2 separate regions of the Sus scrofa genome follow, and region 1 is linked to region 2. Evidence: chromatin contacts called from public HiChIP or PLAC-seq data. All regions are on one chromosome and are shown on one strand. The core of a region is the stretch at or near the end of the contact, and the rest is flanking DNA. Distances in the headings are between cores, read along the strand shown. Region 1 has its middle 41 kb from the start of PMAIP1. Region 2 holds the start of PMAIP1 (phorbol-12-myristate-13-acetate-induced protein 1).

The links. HiChIP or PLAC-seq counts read pairs in DNA pulled down with a chosen protein or histone mark.
Region 1: an H3K27ac HiChIP or PLAC-seq map of alveolar macrophages shows a contact between it and region 2, with 4 times the contacts expected there. The contact joins the enhancer-like site here to the promoter of PMAIP1 in region 2. A contact is called at or near these places in 1 of 5 promoter capture datasets (liver), 6 of 47 Hi-C or Micro-C datasets (alveolar macrophages, blood, embryonic fibroblasts and 2 more) and 1 of 2 datasets of contacts at active chromatin or transcription factors (alveolar macrophages).

Annotation. Positions count from the first base shown.
Region 1 is chr1:161,225,315-161,232,211 of Sscrofa11.1, forward strand. No RefSeq gene overlaps it. Among named protein-coding and RNA genes, the nearest start is that of PMAIP1, 41 kb to the left of the region's middle. Within about 2 kb of position 3,942, at least 1 of the 83 cell types and tissues checked has an H3K27ac peak or open chromatin away from gene starts, as enhancers often do. A contact at or near this core is called in alveolar macrophages, where this site is marked.
Region 2 is chr1:161,186,270-161,192,988 of Sscrofa11.1, forward strand. PMAIP1 (phorbol-12-myristate-13-acetate-induced protein 1) reads right to left here and starts at 1,869. Exons shown (of 2, transcript NM_214147.2): 1 at 1,629-1,869. The coding sequence starts at 1,692.

The sequences.
Region 1 (6,897 bases), core at 2,692-5,191, 41 kb after region 2:
GTACTGTTTTCCACAGTGGCTGCACCAATTTTAAAAACATACTTTTAATGAAATGTTTTAGGCACAACAAAAATGTAGATATTCACACAATGGACACCTGTAACATACCATCCAGCTTAATTAAACTGTTTAGAACTTAAGCCTTCCTGCCCCTTCCTTCCTGCCCTTTCCCAACCTCATTCCTTTGCTGGCAGTGGTGGGTAACAGCGGAGGTTGTACTTTCTATTTAAGACAGTTTGCTTGGTCCCAGGCCTTCTCTGTCACTTTAACCCCAACTCACCTGTCTCCCTGTGAACTGACTGGCACTGGGGTCTGGTCTGGTGGCCAAGGCTGAAGGTCTTGCACAGGGCAGTTACCTGACCAGTCCACCAAGAGGTACGTGAACCTGCCTCAGGGCTGAAGAGGTAAGAGAACAGAGGAAAGAGGGAAACTCTGCTCCCCAAGAACTATACTGGGGTCTCCCCGCTCCACCCCGCACCACACAGTTTCATTTCTTCCCAAGGTAGGTGAAGTCAGAGAGCCCCTTCCGACTTTTCCCCTTCTGGGTCCCTTGCCTTGAGGTTCCCTTCTCATTCGGGTCACCCCTCACGTTGGGTCCCAGCTGGCCCCAAAGGGGACCACCAGGGTGCCTCAGCTGCCCACCCCTCCACCTCTGCCCACCCAGAGGAGGATCCCTCCCCAGGAAGCAGCCAGGCTCCAGCTTTCATTTTCCTGCCTCCACCAGCCCAAACTCCTTGCTGCGTCTTTCAAACTGATAATTTTGTAAACTAAGCCATGGTGAAGGGAAAGGATTGGAAGACTCCATAAAAGGGATGTTTGTGCATGTGAAAGGTAGTTCACTGCTTTGGCCTTCTTTGCCTTGCAGGGATGTTTTAACTGAAGGAATTTCCCAGGTAGAGAATAGCTCCAGGGTCGGGGTGCGTGGGACCATTGTGTGTAAATAGAGCCGCACAATCTCGGTCTGCACCGCAGGGAGCAGGGAATGTGGCTCAAACTTCAGGCCTCACTTTTGGATCCTCGATGTTCTCTGCAAAGAACCAGCTCTAAAATCATCTCATGGTAACAGAAAGATGTTCCTCAGTCAGCTTCAAACCTGTGTTTGTTATCAGACCACACAGCCTGTGGGGCCCCAATCGTTTTTAGGGATTCTATAATTACTGTTTGATTTTGAAATCCTATTTTAGCATGATTATATTGTATTTTTGTTTTAAATGTATTTGCTAAATATGTACATTTCAAATATTTCATGGTTTTGGAATTTATTTCTCCCAACTTTTTATTTTGGAAATGGGAATCCCCAGAAGCATAGAAAGATAATAATGAACATAGCTGTCACCAGATTCATCGACTGACTGTTAACCTTTGCCAATTCTCTTTATCTCTATGCATGCATAAGTGTATGTAATATATATATATGAAAAAATATATAATATATATGGAAACATATACTATTATATTATGGAAATATATGGAAACACACACACATACACATACTCGTTTTCTTGCTATAACATTAAGTTGCAGAAATCATAGTGCTTCACCCCTAAATACTTCAGTATGTATTTTCTGAGAATAAGGACATTTTCCTAATAATAATGCTTTCATTATAACATATCATCACATCATAGCAAGGGTACATGGTATCAACAAATGGGGAGTTATGCTCCCTTAAAGGTGGAGTAGCTACAAAAATTAGTTGGAATTCCTTTGTTCAAGAGATTTCTCTCTTCTCCCCTATTTATTGATGGAGTGTTAAATTAATTCTACAGGAGCCCATTAGGCTGTGGTGGCTTTAATGCTGTGGCCGCCTATGGAAGCAAATCAAAACCTAAGCTTGTTAATGCCTCAAAGTTACAAAATTGAAACCTAAGGACAACAAATTATCAACAGCCAATTAGGCTTTAGGTTATAGCCAATCAATATTTTCCTTACTCTGGGAGTTCCCGTCGTGGCGCAGTGGTTAACGAATCCAACTAGGAACCATGAGGTTGCGGGTTCGATCCCGCCTTGCTCAGTGGGTTAAGGATCCTGCTGTGAGCTGTGATGTAGATTGCAGACACGGCTAGGATCCGGCGTGGAAGCGGCCCTAGAAAAGGCAGAAAGACCAAAAAAAAAAAAAATTTTCCTTACTCTGTTTCCACCTTTTCTCTATAAAAGTCCCTTCCCTGCTCCCATTGGTGGAATCCTCCTCACTACTTCCCCTGTGGTGCTGCCTCATTCAAATCAATTTTAGTTCAAATAAACTCTAAATTTTATACTAGGTTGTAGTTTATCACCTAACAGTTCTCAATCATGTACCATGTCAGCATGAATTCATGGATGTTCGTTTTATACTTAGGGTCATAATCCAAAACAGTTTTATTTACTTTTTGCTCCACCTGAAACAGCGTTGGCCCTGGAGATCTTCCAATGCTTCCTGTGTCCTTTTATATACTGCCATCCTTGTGGGGGTTTGGGTTAGGTTTTTTAAATTTTGTTTCAAACTCTTTCTCACTTTCTGGTGGAGTAAGACGCTCTTGGCTCATCTGGTATAGTTGCTGGCTGAGTCCTAGACTCAGCCATTTTTCCAAGGAGCTCTGCTGCCTTGAATTGGAGAATGAGATTTGAAACCAAGCTCTGAGGGCTACGTATGCTAGCTGCCACTGGAGTGTCATTCCTTCTAGGCCCTCTCATCCGACAGAGGAAGGAAATATATGTGTGTATACTAAACTCTGTATTTACACCTATGTATAAATATTTCCCTGTGTAATCACCTGTGTCTACATGACTCTGAACATGAGTTCACACTGATGTCGGCAATTCAAGTCCATTACCACATGCTCCCCTTGCTTATCTGTAACCTCTTGTTCCAGCAGTGAGAGGCCTGACTCCTACCACCTGCCATCTACTTAACTTCATTCTTTATTGACGTTTTAAAGATGTTGGTATTTTTAAATGTTTAAATTTTCAAAGAATTCTAAATGTGGGTATTCATTACTGCCATTATTCTTTTGATGCTCAAAACGTCCCAAATTTGGCCAGTGGGATCCCTTCCAAGCTGGGTCCTATTACACATCCCTTCAGTCTTTGAGCATCTCATTGCTTTCAGCACAAGCAGATATTCTAGATTCACCTGTGGTTTATTTTAGGCATAAAATCAGTCATGTTTTCAAGGACCCCTAATGCCTTTTAATAAGGAAGTTATTGGATTTAGAAAACAAGACCAGGGTGCCTGGCGTGTAAATTGCTACTGACTTTTTACTATTTTTCAGCCTTTTTAGTGGGCAGAACCCATCATATCTATACAACAGCTTCAATCTTCTGAGTGATGTAGGAATCAAAGGCTCCAGTGACTGGTTTAAAGGTCTCAAATCTACATTTCCCTTTGTCAGAACAGATTTTCTTTTACCCTGAATTTCTGTCTCTTAGGTTGCAAATCTGGGGTACCTAAAATGTTAATTTGGATTTGATGTAAGGATCATATGCTACATACAATATAATTAATCTTTGAGTGAAATGGTTTTTTTTTTCCTTCCTTTTTAGGGCCGTTTCCATGGCATATGGAAGTTCCCAGGGTAGGGGTTGAATTGGAGCTACAGCTGCCGGCCTACACCACAGCTCACAGCAACACAGGATCCTTAATCCACTGAGCGAGGCCAGGGATGGAACCCTCATCCTCACGGATACTAGCCGGGTTGGTTAGCTCTGAGCCATGTTGGGAACTCCAAAATAAAATTTTAAAATACTCCTTTGAGAAGTTGTTTGAGGTTACCAGAATAACTCTTATGTATAAAGTAGATACCACAAATCTAGACACAGATACCACTGGTTATCATTCCAAACGACATCTTAAAGGCGGGAAAGCTAATTATGATCTAGGGATGCTAAAGGCCATCTTGGAGCAGCCTAGTTATTAAGCTTTCTGGCAAGTGTTCCAGTCCAAGATTATGTTTCTGCAGCATTTCTGCCCTCTAGTGGCCAAATCATGGCAGTGGAAAAGGTGGAGAAAAGTACACTGAAACACAATCAGGAGTAGATCTGTACCCATTTCAGTGTGTAAAACTAGTCCTGCCAAAAAGATATCTAGTCTCCTAATCATCTTGTAGAAATAATTAGAAGATTAGTCAATTAAAAGGTACAAAATAAGATGGGAATCTCACACATAACTACAGGTTTTGTTTGTTGTTTTTACTTACTGGCAAAATTTGAAATACTGCCCAAACTCAGGAAAGGCACATGAAAAATGAATAAGCAAGATCTATTTCTGGGAGAAGAAGTGGGTATAACCTTTCAAGAAGATACTTTGGCCATAGGGTTCAACATGTGACATGTTAATATTGTTTGACCTAGGGATTCCATCATTATTATGAAGAATCTATTCACACAAAAGCCGAAAGATGTATGTATATAGGAGAACATTCATAGTTTACAAGGAAAACATTGAAAATGACCAATGTTCCAAAATAAACATCTGATTAAATAAATATGGTTCATACATACAGTGGAATATTGTAGATCTGTACCTGACAATAAATTGCTGAGTGAAAACAGATTATAAGAATAAATAAGAGTTCCCATTGTGACTCAGCAATTAACGAATCTGACTAGCATCCATGAGGATGCGGGTTCGATCCTTGGCCTCGCTCAGTGGGTTAAGGATCCTGTGTTGCCCTGAGCTGTGTTGTAGGTCACAGATGCAGTTCGGATCTGGCATTGCTGTGGCCAGCAGCTACAGTTTCGATTCAACCCCTAGCCTGGAAACCTCCATATGCCGAGGGTGTGGCCCTAAAAAGCAAAATAAATAAATAAATAAATAAAAGTTTTGTATTTATTAAAGATATATGTCTGTGCATGTTTGTATATGTATAACACAGGAAGATGTCTGCAAGAATGAATACTAGATAGAATGTTCACAGTGGTTGTCTCTGAATTTGAATTGTAGGTAATTTTTACCATCTTCTTTGTATTTTTTTGTATTTTTTAAATAAATAGATGAACAAGTACTTTTTTTTAGATTAAAAAAGTGCTATATTTAAAATTAAGCAGGAGTCCTTTTGTGACACAGCAGGTTAAGGACGCAGTGTTATCACTTTAGTGGCTTGGATGGTTGCTGTAGCTTGGGGTTTGATCCCTGGCCTGGGAACTTCCCTGTGCGATAGGCACGGCCCAAAATAAATCAAATCAAATCAAAAAGAATAAATACAATTGGTGACTTAAACAGTAAATAAATGAAATTTCACATTTTGTTAAAAATTGTTTTCTTAAAACCCATGCTGAAATATTACCCATGAATAAAAAGAAATGAACTACTGATTCATGGAACCACACTTTTTGTCTCAAAAACATCATGCAGTGTGAAATAAGCTGGACATACTTTCATTTATATCCCATTATAAAGGAGGTGGAACAAATCTGTATTGATGGTAAACACATCAATGGTCATCCGGGGCTCTGGGTCTGGATTCACTTCGAAGAGACACATGCAAAAAATTTTTGGAGTGATGGAAATATGCTATAGCTTGATTGGAGTGTGACTACACAGGTGAAATATATTATGCAACCGTACACTGGAGATGGATCCATCGAACACATTAAAGCCAAGCTGCTCACCAGAATCTCCACGGCTCATGGAGACAGTGTGATTGTCTTGGCATCCCTAATCTCTAGCTGGGTGGATTTTTGTTTGTTTGTTTTTTTGTCTTTTTGCCATTTCTTGGGCCGCTCCTGCGGCACATGGAGGTTCCCAGGCTAGGGGTCGAATCGGAGCTGTAGCCACCAGCCTACACCAGAGCCACAGCAACGTGGGATCCGAGCCGCGTCTGCGACCTACACCACAGCTCACGGCAATGCCGGATCATTAACCCACTGAGCAAGGGCAGGGATCGAACCCGCAACCTCATGGTTCCTAGTCAGATTCGTTAACCACTGTGCCACGACAGAGCAAGGGCAGGGATCGAACCCGCAACCTCATGGTTCCTAGTCAGATTCGTTAACCACTGTGCCACGACAGGAACTCCTCAAGCTGGGTGTTTTAGACAAGACAGGCCCCAGGCACCCTGGAAATGGGTAAGATATATACTTCCTTCTCCCAAGAACCCACTTCAGTCCCTCATTCCATCCATGACTTCAGACAATAGTATTTTTCACCCCTTCCTAATAAGCAAATGTCCTGGAGCTTTCATTCAGAGAAAGGTGAACATTGTTATAACCAGTATAATGTTTTATACTGCTGGGGGAGGGGAGGGCCACCCTGGGGTGGGGCGGGGGGGGGGAGGGGGAGTGGTTTATCTGTTTATCTGGATTACAATCTAAAGCTGAGGCTAGAGAAAGGAAACCCAGTGAAAGTCAGTAGGGAGAAGCTTCTATGTCGTCAGGGACTTTGGAAGAGCCTACAAGGAGTAGCCCATCTAAGGGTTAACATACCTGGCTTGGGGCCCACTACATCAGTCTAGAGCCTTAGAGCTGCAAAGGACCTCACAAATCATCTGGTATATCCATTCATGGGTTTGGAATCCCAGTTCCTGAAGGCCTCCTGAGGCAAAAAGTGAAGATACAGAAGGGAGCTAGCAAACAGGTCCATCCTCAGGTTGCTGACTGTCATTGTAGGAGATTCCAAGATGGCCATTACAGGTCAGGAATCATCACCTGAATTCTCCAGCCCCTCAAGGCCAATGCCCACAGAAGACCTGGGTGGGAGGGAGAATCACTGGACCTGTCTCCACACATGGTTTGAGGTAGCACTGCCAGCCACACAGGGGCAGGAGCAAAGAAGTTAATCCACTCTGCCCTAGATTTTACTGCTAGAAATCTGGAAAAAGAAAAGATAAGTGATTCTTCTATTGTTTTAAGGCTGGGCAACTCTAAGGAATTTGTTCAGAGGTATGCTAGATAAATTCACAGTTACAAGGGAAGATCCTG
Region 2 (6,719 bases), core at 619-3,118:
ACCAATTTATCTTTTCCTAAGAGCTGAGTTAAATTTTCATAATTCCTAAAAAAAAAAACTTTATATAATCTCTGAGACCTAATAAATCTCTTGTAAGCTATCTTTCTTTATAGGCTACGGCGTCAAGCATTTGGAGAAGTATCTACAAAGACATGTTTTTTTCAGTGAGTGGAATATATTAACATGCTATCCTAAAAAACAAAAACAGAAACAAATTATCACTTAGCATACAATTTTGGAAGCCCTGAATTGTAAGAGGAAAAACTATCCCTTTCATTAAAAAGGGCAGATAATAGCACCTAGTTCTTTCCTTTTTGTTTTTTACATCTATAAATGTATTAATTTTTTGTTACATCTATAAATGTATTAATAAAAAATGTAACTGTGTGGTGATCGATGTTAACTAAACTTACTGTGGTAATCATGTCATAGTACACACATATATCAAATCATGGTGTACATCTAAAACTAATACAATGTTACATGTCACTTATACCTTAATTTTGGTTTTGTTTGTTTTTTTGTTGTTTTTACTGTATTACTGTCTAACCAAGTTTAAGAGGGACCTTTCTGCTGTCTCTTATTAATAGGGAGTAAGTCGGCTCTTGAAGATGATGGGAAATTTTTTGAAACATGGCCAGATTTCTGGGCCAGCACAAAAGACGGGCAAAGTTTCTTCCCTCCCAAGCAAGAGTCAAGAGAGCAGCCTGGTGCCAGCTTTGCCATGACCACACGGGCAATGCACCACTTCCTTTGAGCGGTCCATGGGCTCTAAAAAGTTAAACTAAGTATAAAACGGCCTATTACCATCTGATGTAACAGCAGTATGACCCACACAGATTTCCAGCTCAGAGACTTATTTGCCTTCTTTGCAACTGCTCCTTAGGAGCAGATGGCTGCTCCATTTGATAAGATTTATAAGGAAACCGACCTTAAATTATTTGATGAGGTACACGGATGGGGAAGGGCAGAGGAACGGGTGGATTGAAAAACATTGCGGACCAACTCCTGTTCTCCTACCCCATTTCTGCAGCTAATATCGATTGTTAAAATGTTACACTTCTAACAAAGAAGAAAAACTTTCTATTATCCTGATTTCACCAGTCCTTGTGGGACCTCCAACCCCTCCGTCAGTTTTTTGTGGAAGGCCTGTGATAGTATCAAGCATTATTACTGCCTGGGGTAGGGGGGTAAGGCTCAAAAGATCCAGAATACGGGAGGGAGAGGGCCTCCCTCAGAAAACGCTGGGAGGCCAGGAAGCTCCTGGAGCCTCTCTCGGCCCCACCCGCCATGGCAATGACTTTCTCCGCGTGGCTGGCGCCCGTACTTGCTCTTTTTCTTCCCATGGCCCAGGGGCAGAACAAGTGGGGATGGGAAAGCTGATCTCAGCATCCTCTGAAATGCTGCTGCATCCCAACCCTAAGCCGGACTCCCTCCCTGGTCATATCCACGGTCCGCGGTTAAACCCCTAAAGAACTTCCTGCCGGCGCCCCTAAAACATGTGCAAGGGCACAGCGCCGGCCTGACCTTGAGGCCCGGCGCACATGGGGTGACTCCGCCCGGACCGAGACCTCGACCCCAGCCTCCGCCCCGGGTCAGGATCTCCGCGGGCCCCAGCTGCTCTCTACCTGGCGGGAGGGCCACCCGCGTAGGGTTCGTCTGAGTGTTCCTACGAGACCTCCTTCCAGGCATCTCCGCAAACAGCAGCCGGAACTTTGCCGCAAAACTCCGAGAACTCAGTCCCCGGACCCGAGCACCTTGGCTCTGCAGGTAGCAGGCTGCGCGCGGGGCGGTCGGGCAGAAGCGAGCAAGCGGGAGAGAGCTAGAAAAGCAACACCCTGAACGCCCAAAAGCCTCTGAGGTTGGCGCTCCCGCCGCTGCCCGCGCTCCGACCTAATGGGGACTTCCCAGTGACGTAGAGAAACTTGACGCCGGGCCCGCCCCTGTCCCCGCCCCCTCGGACCAGCGCGCAAAGGGGCGGGGGGAGCGAGTAACTGGCCCAGCGCAGCGCGCGGTGCAGCGCGACCCGCCGGGACCCGCTGGCGACCTGCGGCGGCGCCGATCCGCGGCGGGGGGCGCCGGGAGCTTGGCGGGAGAGGCAAGGCCCAGCCTGGAAATTACTTCCTTGACAAACGAGTCAGCTGCAGACTTGTCGGGGTGTAGGAGTCGCGAGCGGAGAAAGGTTCTCCTAGCAGAAGGTTGGGGATGGGGAATCCTGGAGCTTCGTCCTTATCAGAAATGGGCAATTAGCGACGTCTGTAAACAAACCCCGAAAAGAGTTTAGAAGAGGACAGTTTTCAAACTCCGAGAACTTAGGAAGTTTCTGGGACGTGAAATGAAGAAAACTTTAATAACCATAGAGATGGTACCAGAAGCCAAGTGAGAAAAGTACCAGATTGAAACTGAAACTATTGGGAAATTGTTGCAAATTGAAAACTCGGAGCACGCGAGCAAACACTTTAGATTTGGGAGGGGGAGGGAATGTGAATGAGGGAGGGGGCTAACTAATTCACGGCTGGGTTGAAAAAGTAGAGCGTTTATTCCCCATGGGTCTCCTGACCATTGTAGATGTTTAGTAACACAAAAAAAGAGTAGGTCATCGTGTAGAAAACTTTCAATGCTTTGGTGGAGGAAAGAATGAGGAATCTGGGAATAGGAAGTTATTTGCACGATGTTTGGCTGGCACTTGAATACTTTTGTTTTTGTAAAAAGGAGGAGTCATTTGGAATGGTCATAGGTATTGAGGACCCCTTCATGCTAAGGGATTCCGCAGGCATTTCCTATTCTGTCCTCAGAACTACCCTACCAAGCTGGCATTCTTAGCATCGTGTGGCCACTTTAGATCGTGTGGTTCAAAAGCTGAAATTTGCAGAGATCGAGTTGCCTCAGCTCACACAGGCAGAGATCAGTGGCAGAATCTGAACCCTGGCAGGCCCATACCGAGCAAGCCCTCTTACCCACTGCCGCCTTACCAGGAATCAGTGTTTTAGAAAAAGAGTGTTCTTTTATTATCTGCCCTGAATAATGCAGAGGCTGTAAATTGGTTGCTTAGAGCTCCATGACTTTCTAGAAGTGCTTGGTTTGGTTCTCCGTATTGGTCTACCAGATGTCTTGTGAAAATTCGAATTGGTTTTCCAACATTTAAAAATGGAGAGATTACATTAAAAGTCCAGATTTCTGGCTTCCTTTAGGAAATCATTAGTTCCTGACAACGCAGGATCCGTTTTCCTAAAGAGCAGAGCGGGCTGGAGGCTGCCATTCCCCGTAGAGAGACATTGGGCGGGGTCACTCAGGTTGGCCACGCTCCCTGCTGTTTGTTTTTCTCATTTACTTGATCTGGCCCCAGTAGGCATTTGAACTTGTTTGTTTACCTTAAGTCACTCAATCAACACAAACCTGCAGGTTTTTATTTGTGGCTTGGTCCTGCAGAAATGTAGACAATGCTATAAGCATGGAACAAAACTACTCTTGAATTTAAACAATTTGGTTTTGAGTGTGATGAACACCCAGGGATAAGAATACACAAAATTCAGGAGTTAACCACCACATGTCACAGGAAGCCCAAGAGAGATGCAGCTTATCTTGAACCTGGTAGCCCCCCAAAATTCTCAAGGCTCTTTTTGACTGACACCGTTGGATCCCTGATTAGATAAATTAGTAAACTTCTCATCAACTCCTGCACCCTGAGATGCAGTATAGACATTCAACAAAAGAAAAACACATTACATCATGTTTACTACAAAGGGTGTGTCAATCTTGACCTCTAACATTATCATTATAAGAGGTTGTTGGCCACGTGACCCATACTAGATACGAATTTTAGGCAAGTTGTGACTTAGGGAACTGCAAATTCAACTTGCTGGAAGGAAAAGGGGAGGGTGGGCTTCAGAAATGGGCCCAAATCAGACATTTATGGGGGACTTGTGAAGATTTTAGATTTTAGATGGTCCATAAACTCTTCCTCTGGTCTAACATTCTATTAAGAGAATTAAGAGCTGTGTGTGAAAAGGCTTTCTATTCTAAACTGTTTACCTTTCTGGAAAAGTTATGTATCATTTAATGAGAACCTGCACTGTAAGAAATAGAATCATGGGATATTTGGACCCAGGGGCTGACAAAATAATGAATCCTCAATTATCTGTTTTTTAAAAAAGGACTGGTGAAGACAATTTTTTAAACTATTACCAGGTTTTAGTTTTCATGGACAAGTTCAGAAATAACAGTGTAAATTTGGCCAGGCCTGTGTTGTCACTTGGAATTTTTTTTTTTAATTACTAAAAAAAAAAAAAAAAAAAGTAAACATGATTGCTAATAGAATAGTCATCCATCTATTTCATGCAGAAAATAGGATTTGACAGGAAAACAAGAGGATATGAGAGATGAATGAGGGTGGAATTTTAAGGAAACCTATGACAAAATGTATAGGCTATAGGCCTGTGTCTGTTGATTCTGTTAAAAAGAGACTGTTTTTTTTCCTGTATGGCATATGTGTTAACACAAAATCAGCCTGATGCACTGATCACTTAAATCTCTGTTTTAAGACCAACACTGTGCTGGATTCTGAGGAGACAGTGCTTCCTACCCGCATGGAAACTACTTCAAAGAGACCAGCCCCACACAAATTCAATGTGCAGAAGAATCACTTGAGGGTCTAATTCAAATGCGCATCTGATTGTGGACCTCTGGCTGGGTTTGAGATTCTGCCTCTTAGACTCTGGTGATGCTCATGCCTTTGGGCCCTAAGTACCAGCCTGAGTAGTAAGTCTAGACTTTAATACAGGTAAGTACACAGCCAGGTGCAAGAAGATGTGCATCATGGTTGTACCAGGGAAATTATAGCAGACTGTGGGACCACTTGGAGGGCAACTGAGCAGGAAAGGCAGCTCCAAAGAGATACAAGGTGTGAATAGGAGTTGGCTGAGCAATGAGGTCAAAAGGAAGAAATACGTTCCATGCAGAGACTGAAGAGCAGGCAGAGGGGGAGTGGGGAGAGAAGCCACCTGAGGAGTTCTGAGGAGTTTTCCCATGATTTCACAGACTTCATGGGGCACACATGGGGCAGACATCACAGGGGGCATCACTGAAGGTTTTAAGCACATGAGTGATGTGACCAAATTTTAGAAGGTTCACTCTGGCAGCAATGTGCCTAGCAGAATCAAGTCAAGACCCAAGACAGTGTGACTGGTCAAGATATATGTTATGGTAATTTTCATATAAGATGCTAGTGTCAGCAAAGACAGTCCCTGTTTCAACCCTGTCTTTATTAAAATTCCTGTATATCCTGGAATTCCCATTGTGACCCAGAGGATTAAAAACCTGACATAGTGTCTGTGAGGATACAGATTTGATCCCTGGCCTTGCTCAGGGGGTTAAGGATTCAGTGTTTCTTTTCTTTTTTCTTTTTTCTTTTTCTTTTCTTTATTTGTCTTTTTAAGGCCACACCCGCAGCATTTGGAGGTTCCCAAGCGAGGGGCTAAACAGAAGCTATAGCCACTGGTCTGCTCCACAGCCACAGCAATGCCAGATCCAAGCTGTGTCTTCAACCTACACCACAGTTCATGGCAACACTGGGTCCTCAACCCACTGAGGAAGGCCAGGCCAGGGATCAAACCTGTGTCCTCATGGATGCTAGTCAGATTCCTTTCTGCTGAGCCATGATAGGAACTCCAGAACCAGCGTTTTGACAAGCTGTGGCATAGGTCAAAGATGCAGCTCGGATCTGGTGTTGCTATGGCTGTGGCATAGGTTTCACCTGCAGCTTCGGTTCGAACCTCTAGCCTGGGAAATTCCATATGCTACAGGAGCAGCCATAAGAAAAAGAAAATAAATAAATCAATACAATTCATATATTTCCTGCCTAGGATAAGACCACATTCTATTAGAGCAAGGCTTGATGTTTTTCAGCCTAAATGTAATTGACATTTCCTCCTATATTATTTCCTAAGGCTGCCATAACAAAGATTCACAGACCGAGTGGTTTAAAACTATAGAAATGTATTCCCACATGGTTTTGGAGGCTAGAAGTTTGAATCAGGGTTTCCCAGTATCTTTCTTTCTTTTTCCTTTTTTTCTTTTTTTTTTTTTTTTCTTTTTTTGGCTTTTGTCCTTTTTAGGGCCACACTCACAGAATATGGAGGTTCCCAGGCTAGGGGTCTAATCGGAACTGTAGCCACTGGCCTACACCAGAGCCACAGCAATGCCAGATCTGAGCCATATCTGCGACCTACACCACAGCTCACAGCAATGCCGGATCCCTAACCCATTGAGCGAGGCCAGAGAGCAAACCCTCAACCTCATGGTTCTTAGTCGGATTCGTTTCTGCTGTGCCACAACCCCAGTCTCTTTCTAAAGACCTTAGTGAAGTCATCCTTCCTCAGCTCTTGTAACTTTTTTTTTTTTTTTTTTTTTTTTTGCTTTTTAGAGCCATACCCACAGCATATGGAAGTTCCCAGGCTAGGGGTCCAATCAAAGCTACAGCTGCCAGCCTACACCAAAGCCACAGCAATGCCAGATCCAAGTCACATCTGCAACTTATACCACAGCTTGCTGCAACACCAGATCCTTAACCCACTGAGCGAAGCTGGGAATCAAACCCGCATCCTCATGGATGCTAGTCAGATTCTTAACCCAATAAGCCACAACAGGAACTCCCTCTTCTAACTTTTGGTAATTGCCAACAATCCTTGGCATTCCTTGACCTGTGGATGTGTTGTTACTCA